2 separate regions of the Sus scrofa genome follow, and region 1 is linked to region 2. The links are chromatin contacts, called in public HiChIP or PLAC-seq maps. All regions are on one chromosome and are shown on one strand. Each heading gives the region's core, a stretch centred on a gene start, on an enhancer-like site or on the middle of the called end of the contact. The rest is flanking DNA. Distances are from core to core; before and after follow the strand shown. Region 1 holds the start of HCFC1 (host cell factor 1). Region 2 holds the start of ABCD1 (ATP-binding cassette sub-family D member 1).

Region 1 (4,044 bases), core at 217-2,716, 210 kb after region 2:
AGAGCCTCCTGAAACTGCCGAGCGCCTGGGCCCGAGAAGCTGGAGGCCGCCGAGTCCCGCCGCCCTGACTCCTTGCCTGGGAGCTCCCACTTACAAGCTCGAGCGGGAGGCCCTGGGAGCCGCCATCTTGAGCCGCCTCTCTCTCCTCCCTTCCTCAGTCGTAGCCCTCCCCCGCCGGAAATGGCGGAGCCCCGGCCCGGTTCCCACACCCCCCAAGTCCCCTGCACTGGCCGGCTTCCGGGGCGGGTGGAAAGCAGCCACAAGCGCCGCGGTCGTCCCAGCCCCGCCGGCGCTCAGACCACAATTGTGGGAGCCGCCATCTTGAGACCGTCCCGCTTCCCCGCCCAGCGCTTAGTGCAGCGGCCGCTCCCGAAACAGCCTCGACACTCTTAAGGAATAGAGTCGCGCCAGAGGCCAGTGGACCGAGCCCGAATTCTCGACGGCTGCTCGGAGGCCCACGCCGTACGGCTCGTGAGGTCTCGAAGCTCTCCCCTTAGTCCGCCTCTGCGGCTCAGGCTGAGCCTGCCGCCCTGGGAGCCGCCATCTTGAGACAAGCTCCCCCTTCCCCCCTATTCTCTTCCTCCTGGGTCAGTTCTTCCACTGCAAACCAAACGCAAGGCAGCGTCCGATCCTCGCTTCCCTCCTTATGACTCCTTCCCACAGGAGCCGCTCCAAAGAGGTAGAGTTAGGCCCCGAAGTGGCAACTGTACGGCAGGAGGAGCGGTAACGGCAGGGCGCTCATGCCTCCTCCCTGGGAGCCGCCATCTTGTGTGAAGAAGTAACAACTAAACATGGCGGCGGCGGCGGTCGGGCGAGGGGGCGGAGTCGGGCGACGTCACTGTTTTCCCCACCACCACCTCTCCCCCGCCCTCGCGGGCTTCTCCATCCGGCCGAGGCCTCTTAAAGGAACCTCGCGGCGAGGGACCAGGGCTGCTGCGCGCTTGGCTTGGAATCAGGCCGCGCTGGGGTCAGGCACAGGCGTGCCCAGCCCTGGGGCCCCCCGAGAGCCCCTCCACGCCTCCGCCCTGGGAGCCGCCATCTTGCCACTTCCCCTCGCCCGGCCGTCCTCGGGCGTCAATAGCGACTTTCAGCACAAAACAAAGATGGCGGCTGCGGCATCTGGGGAATGCCCGGATGAGAAGGCCTCAGACGGGGTTGGCCCCGCCCCCCATGGGAACTGCCCCCTGGGTCGCTGAAGGGACACACTCTAGAGGCGTCGCCTTTAACTAGCAGTGGGGACAGGAACAGAGGCTGCTGAAGGCGGCTGGCGGGACACATTCGAGTCAGTCCTAGGGTCGAGGGAGCGGACGTGTTTCTGCTCCGCACACCCAGCTGCCTCAGAGCGGCGGCCCGAAGCCCGCCGCCGGGGGGAGCCGGGGGCGGGGCGGGAGTGGGCGGGAACGCGGCCGGGCGCGCGGCGCCGGGGGCGGAGCCCTCCCAGGCTCCCAGGCCGCCGCCCCGCCTCCAGGCGGGGGCGCCGCCGCAACCGCCGGCGCCCCAAGGAGACGAGCCGGGCCGCCGCGCGCCGGGCAGGCCCCCCGCTCCTCTGGCTGTCGGGCGGGCAGCCCGGCCTGCGGCGCCTGAGCCGGGCGGGCGGGCGCAGGGGAGCTCCGCGTCGCCTCGCGTCACCCCGCGTCACCGCCCGCCCCGCCCGCTTCCCAGAGCCTGCGCCCCGCCCCGCGCGCAAGCGCACAGCCGCCTTTCGGGTCCGCCCTTTTTCGAGATTTGAATTTCCCCCAGCAAAGCCGAGAGGCCAAATACCCGGATGGTGCTCGCTGGCCTTTTCGCGCCAATACTGTAAGTTCTCATAACAACCTTCAGAGGTGGGTACTGGCGTCACCCCCACGTTCCAAATCTTGCAGGAGACCGTCTCGTCGCAGCACCTTCATGGTCACTGCCAGACGCAGGCTGTAATGCGCTGCTGTCCGGGGTCTTGGAGTGACAGCAGGTGAACTTCCCAGATTCTGTCCTCTTTATTTCATCTTGACATCCACCAACCTCTAGCCGAAAGTTGGCCTGTCCTACAATTCCAAGTGTAGGCAGCCAAGCCCAGAGCGTTAGCCTGGTGACTATGTCACCAAAAGAAATGATGAGAGATCATTTTAGATCAGATGGCTTTTCCTATGGAGATCCTGAAATTAATTACAAGACCTACTGGCAGGCTGAATAACTGCTTTGAAATTACCGTAGTTATTCAGCCTCCCGCAGAGCCTGTCATTTAACCTGTTAATAAAGAAGCACAGGAGTTCCCTGGCGGCCCAGTGGGTTAAAGATTTGGTGTTGTCATGGCTGTTGCTCCAGTTCCATCCCTGGTTTGAGAACGTCCTCATGCCCCAGGTGGGGCCAAAAAAAAAAGAAGAAGCAAGCACATATATTATCACACATTTTCAAAAATGTTTTAATACCTGTCTTTAGACGTATTAAATTTATGTTGGAATTTTCTGTCGTAGTTTATGCATCTGGAGGCATTTGTTTGAGAACGGCCAAAGAGTCCTGTGACGCAGCTAAAGACGAGAGCCCTCACCTGTGTTTGTGTGGCCTCTGACCATTCACAGCACCGCTCTGGCCCCAGGTCCTTCCCCTGTAAAATAAGGAAGCCGAGCTGCTGGTTCCCAGGGAACTCGCCCCCGTGCAGTGACTCTCTTCTCAGAGTTCAAGAGTCACGGTGCTGGCTCTAGGCTCCTTGGACATCCGGGTGGCCCCTGATCTGCAGAAGGGCAGCAAGGGTGGTCCAGGGAGTCCGGGGCACAGCAAGCATTTATTAGAGATGCTCCCGGCCGAAGAAGCCAGTACTGCAACAGGTGATGGTGGCTCCTGACCCAGGAAGCAGGAGCACTTCTTAACGCTCAGCCAGGAGTTGTCATGTTTTGCAGGACTTCCCCCAAAGACCCCAGAACCAGCACCCGCGGGGATAATGCTCTTGAGCCCGCTGGCCATCCTGTGCTGAAGGAGGCTGGGAAGAACGTGGAGTGTTGGGTCCCAAGGCTCCTGGCAGCTCAGGGGTACAGCGGAGCTGGGCCATAAGGTCCCCAGCGTGGTCTTCTGGGTGGACCTGGAAAGCAGGTTTCCCTTTCCGTTTGCACAGCGGCCGGAGAGGGCTCACTTGCCCTGCCCTGTCCGGACCTCCTTCTCTGACAGGCTGACACTGTTTGGCTCCTGTCCCTGGCTCTCCTCCATGGCGGCTGGCAGACAGGAGGATCTTCACGCCAGCAAGTCAGGCCCCGGGTGGGTTCAGGGAAGGACCCAGAGACACTAGGTGTTCCGCTGGGCAGGGCCATGCCAGTGCCACAGAGGACAGGACAGCCGAGTTGGGGGTTGTAAGCAGGCCAGGCGCAGGGGGGAAGGAGGGCAGACTGTGGCCTGCGACTCGCTCGCAGGACTACGTGCAGGTGGCCCTTAGGCGTCTGGCCCAGAGGTTGCCTTTAGCAGAGGGCTAGCCCCCGAGGGGGCCGAGCACGGTGCCATTGGCCGTACGCAAGGGAGATGCTGGGGACTGCAGTGCCTGGACCCCTTTAGAGGTGGCCCTCCTGGAGGTGGGCACCTGGGGCGGGGCAGCCCCCTGGGCTGGAGGCCGTGGTAGGCGGGTGGCGACAGGGCCCCGCGCTGAGGTGTTGCAGAGTCGGGGCAAGGGCTTCAGTTCAATCTGTGAACTTAACAGCAGGCCCTTGCGGCAGGATTAGAGCCAGGAAGCTCCCCCTGAGGCCCGGCGGGCCCCAGTGCCAGTGTGCCAAGCGAAATGGCAAACAGGAACGAGGAGCGAGCAAGGAGCCAGAGGGAGAAGGCGCAATCGGACCCTCGCCCTTCCAGGTCCTAGACTGCCAAAGGCAGCCTGGACCTTGTGCTAAGTGGTCCACACATCTAAAAACTCACTTAATTCACCCAGTGACTCCGTAGGAAGGTGCATCCTACAGGTGTGCAAACAGGCCCAGAAGAGTTCTAGGCCCGGCTCACACAGTCTTGCCTGCTGTCTTGCCTTTGAGTCATTTTCAGAGCATTGACCTGCCTCTCTCATGAATATTCTTGCATTTCTCAGCCCCTAGGCCC
Region 2 (3,989 bases), core at 425-2,924:
GTCAGACCCAGAAGCCTAAGTAGGTCTTCTCCCCTCTCAACCATTCTGAAGGCCAGAAAGATGGCAGGGTGCAGAGGAAAGGAACTGGGTACGATGTGCGAGCACAGGACTGTGGGGAAGGCTGGTGACGAACACAGCCCTGCCACCCCCACCGCAGACAGGTTTTACCTGTTCCCGTCTGGCCCAGTTCTAGGGTCCGAGAGCTCTGCACACGCGAAGCTCGGAGCTCTGCCCCAGTCGGCCCCTGCCACTTGCTGGCCGGGAACAGGCCGTACCTTTTGGGAGAAATGAAGGGAATGCAGAGAAGCAGCACAGCGAAGACCTCCGCATAGAGGAAGGTGGCAACTGCAGTCCACTGCAGACTCATCCTGGTGCTAGAAGCCTTCCAACAGGGAGAGGCGCGCCGGTTTCCTGAGAAAGCACAGGAGAAACAGGCGGCGGCGTGAGAGCTGGGCCGACTGCAGCCCAGACCCCGCCTGGAAGCACCCCCGAGCTTTTAAAGCCCCGGCTCGGCCGCAGGACGCGCAGCCAGGGCTGCTCCGAGGCCCGGCAGTCCAGCGCGCTGAGCCAGCCAGGCCCCCCTTCTGGACGATTCCTTGCCCCCTTTCCCCGTGGAAGCCAGGAGCCTCCTTGCGCCAGTCCAAGTGGGAAGGCGCTTTGAGGAGAAGCTCGAGCAGACGGGCGGCAAGGCCCGCCGGGGGGAGCTCTGCGGCGAGGCGCCCCCGCCCCCGGGGAGCCCAGGAGGCCCTTCCGTCCGCAGCTCTCGCCACGGAGCCGACAGAAGCGGCAGCACCTTCCGGGGCGGGAGAGAGACCACCGCGCCGGCCTCCGAGGGGCGGAAGGTCTCCGGGCGCCTCAGAAAGGCCGCAAGAGCGACTCCTAGAGGACGCGAGCTGGGGCCAAAAGCGAGGGCAGCTCTCCACCAAGCATCTCACAGCCCCTGCCGGAGAAAGTTCTCGAAAAACTATCTCCTCAGAAACCACAGGGGCCTCCCCCGGCAGCCCCGGCGCCCAGCCGGCTCCGGACAACCCCCGACGGGGCCCCGAGCGGGCACGCCCTCCCGAGCCCCACCTCCGCGGCTCCTCCGGACGGCACTCGGCCGTCGCCCCCCGCCCCCGGCTCCACCCGCTGCCGCCCCGGCCCTGCCCCCGCACTCCTGGCTCAGCCCTCGGCCCCGCAGCCGAGGCCTCGCCGCGCGGCCCGCCGCTCGCCCTCGCAGAGAAGACGGGGGACCGCAGCGGCCCCGGAAGCCGACCGGGCGCGCAAGCCGCCTCACCGAGTTCTCCACAGCCACCACGCACGCCTCGTCGCCCCCAAACTCTCCCACCACCACGCCGGCCCCGCCCCTTCCCCCGCAGCCGGAACCGGAAGCGCCCTGCGGGTCCCGCCCCGCCCCCAAACGCCGCGAGGCGCCTTGGCCCCGCCCCCAAACGCCGCGAGGCGCCTGTGGCCCCGCCCACGGGCGCTTTCCGCCCCGCCCCCGAGCCTGGGCTCCGACGCCCAGGACTGGGGAAGAAGCGGCGCCTCGGGCGCGTCGGGAAACAGGGCGGGGCCTGGGCGGGAAGGCGCGGCGTTGCTTCTCTAGCCCGCGCGGTCGTCCCACGTCTCTGTGGTCCGGGGCGGGGGCGGGGCCCAGCCGTGGGGCGAGAACGGGGTGGGGCGCCCCGCGCCGGGGCTCCGCCTCCCGCCCCTCCTCGGCCTCCTCCCCTTCCCCCGGCTCGCCCCTGGGGAGGGGTGGGTGGGTAGGTGGGGATTCCGGACGGGTGGCGAAGTCGCAGTAGCCTCAGCCAGGCTGTGGAGCGGACGGACGCGTCTGGTGCCCCGGGGAGGGGCGCCACCGGGGGAGGAGGAGGAGGAGGTGGAGAGGAAGAGACGCCCTCTCTGCCTGAGACCTCTGGAGGCTCTGACCCCAGAGGCTAGGGGACTGCCAAATTCCTCCACCTCGGCTGTCTGAAGAGGCCGCGACCCTGGAGGGCCCTGAACCCACTGCACCAGGGGCCCCAGCACCACCCGGGTGGCCTAAAGCGACAGTCTCAGGGACCACTGCAAGCTTTCCTGTTGCCTAGACCACGAGCCCGGGGTCAGAGCCACCACCCTTCCAGCTACCTGCTTCCTCTGCTGCCTCAGGCATCAGCCCCTGCCCCAGCCCAGGTGACATGACGGTGCTGTCTACTCCCCGGCCCTCGCGGGTGACCACGCTGAAGCGCACAGCTGTGGTCCTGGCCCTCACGGCCTACGGAGCCCACAAAATCTACCCCCTGGTGCGGCAGTGCCTGGCTCCGGCCAGGGGCCCCCAGGGGCCGGTCCGGGAGTCGGCGCAGGAGGTCCCTGGGGCCACAGCGGCCAAGGCCGGCGTCAACCGGGTGTTCCTGCAGCGACTCTTGTGGCTTCTGCGGCTGCTCTTCCCCAGGATCCTGTGCCGGGAGACGGGGCTGCTGGCGCTGCACTCGGCCGCCTTGGTGAGCCGGACTTTCTTGTCGGTGTATGTGGCCCGCCTGGACGGCCGGCTGGCCCGCTGCATCGTGCGAAAGGACCCCCGGGCCTTTGGCTGGCAGCTCCTGCAGTGGCTCTTCATCGCACTCCCTGCCACCTTCGTCAACAGTGCCATCCGCTACCTGGAGGGCCAGCTGGCCCTGGCGTTCCGCAGCCGTCTGGTGGCCCATGCCTACAGCCTCTACTTCTCCCAGCAGACCTACTACCGTGTCAGCAACATGGACGGGCGCCTTCGCAACCCGGACCAGTCCCTGACGGAGGACGTGGTGGCCTTCGCTGCCTCCGTGGCCCACCTCTACTCCAACCTGACCAAGCCACTCCTGGACGTGGCTGTGACCGCCTACACCCTGCTTCGAGCAGCCCGCTCCCGCGGGGCCGGCACGGCCTGGCCCTCGGCCATCGCTGGCCTCGTGGTGTTCCTCACAGCCAACGTGCTCCGAGCCTTCTCACCCAAGTTTGGGGAGCTGGTGGCAGAGGAGGCGCGGCGGAAGGGGGAGCTGCGCTACATGCACTCGCGAGTGGTGGCCAACTCGGAGGAGATTGCCTTCTATGGGGGCCACGAGGTGGGGCCGGTCGGTCGGGGCACTGGAAAGCGCGTGGCTGGGGGTCCGAGGCGGGAAAGCCCGCTGCTGGAGGTGTGGGTGGGCCAAGGGAGCGGAGGCTGGGGTCCGACAGGGCCTTGGGCAACCCGGGTCGGCGCAGTCCTGGAGAAGCAGGAAGGCCGGGTGGGGACTGACCCGGGCCACTTCTGCTTCCTCTCCTGCTCGCTTGTCCTGGCCCTGGGACTGTGGACCTTAGCAGTTTGAGACTGAGCGCTCCCTGCTTGCCCCATGCCTGCAGCCAACAGAGAGGAGGCTCCTGCCGTCTGGGAGCAGGGTCGGTAGGAGGCGGCCTGCTGCCTGGCCCCTCCTGGGCCCCTAGGCCCTTTGAAGGCCAGCGTCCGGCCGAGCTGGCCGGGCAGGCAGGCGTTGTGGGCATGACTCAGCCCAAGCGGGAGGTTAACGAGCAGCACCCAGCGTGGTGGCCGCAGCAGTGGCGGAGCTCGGCGCCCCGGGTCAAGGCTTCCCCCTCCTGAGCCCGAGGGCCCGCCTGGCTGTGGGCCTGGCTGCCTCCCCAGAGCCCTGGCCAGGGATGCCGGGCCCAGGCGGCCACCGCGGCAGGACGCACTTCCTGCTTGCCGGCAGCCACCCTGCCCCCCGTGTGGCCGCCCTTCCGCCCAGGTCCCAGCCCCTTGCAGCCAGGCTGAGGCTGGGGCTGGGGCCGGGGCCAGGACCCGCCAGGGGGAGCCAGGAGCCCAGGCCTGGGAAAGGTTACTCCAGGCCAGTGCTCCCTTTATCTCGCCTCTGCCCCTCCCCTTCCTCGTGCCTGGGTTGCGGCTGCCTCCGGCTAGGCTCTCTGAGACTCTGGTTTCGGTTCCGAGTGCTTCTTGGGGGAGGGGCGCAACGGCATCCACGTCCAGAAGGTCTGTGTGTCCTCCTTGGGTCAGGCACCCTGTG

The links. HiChIP or PLAC-seq counts read pairs in DNA pulled down with a chosen protein or histone mark.
Region 1: an H3K27ac HiChIP or PLAC-seq map of alveolar macrophages shows a contact between it and region 2. The contact joins the promoter of HCFC1 here to the promoter of ABCD1 in region 2. A contact is called at or near these places in 2 of 2 datasets of contacts at active chromatin or transcription factors (alveolar macrophages and skeletal muscle).

The regions. Positions count from the first base shown.
Region 1 is chrX:124,693,380-124,697,423 of Sscrofa11.1, forward strand. HCFC1 (host cell factor 1) reads right to left here and starts at 1,467. Exons shown (of 27, transcript XM_003135485.5): 1 at 1-1,467. TMEM187 (transmembrane protein 187) reads left to right here and starts at 1,671. Exons shown (of 4, transcript XM_003135487.4): 1 at 1,671-1,797; 2 at 4,034-4,044.
Region 2 is chrX:124,483,402-124,487,390 of Sscrofa11.1, forward strand. It overlaps ABCD1 (ATP-binding cassette sub-family D member 1), which reads left to right and starts at 1,675. Exons shown (of 10, transcript XM_003135473.5): 1 at 1,675-3,056. The coding sequence starts at 2,157. BCAP31 (B-cell receptor-associated protein 31) reads right to left here and starts at 1,522. Exons shown (of 7, transcript XR_002340558.1): 1 at 1,277-1,522; 2 at 276-411.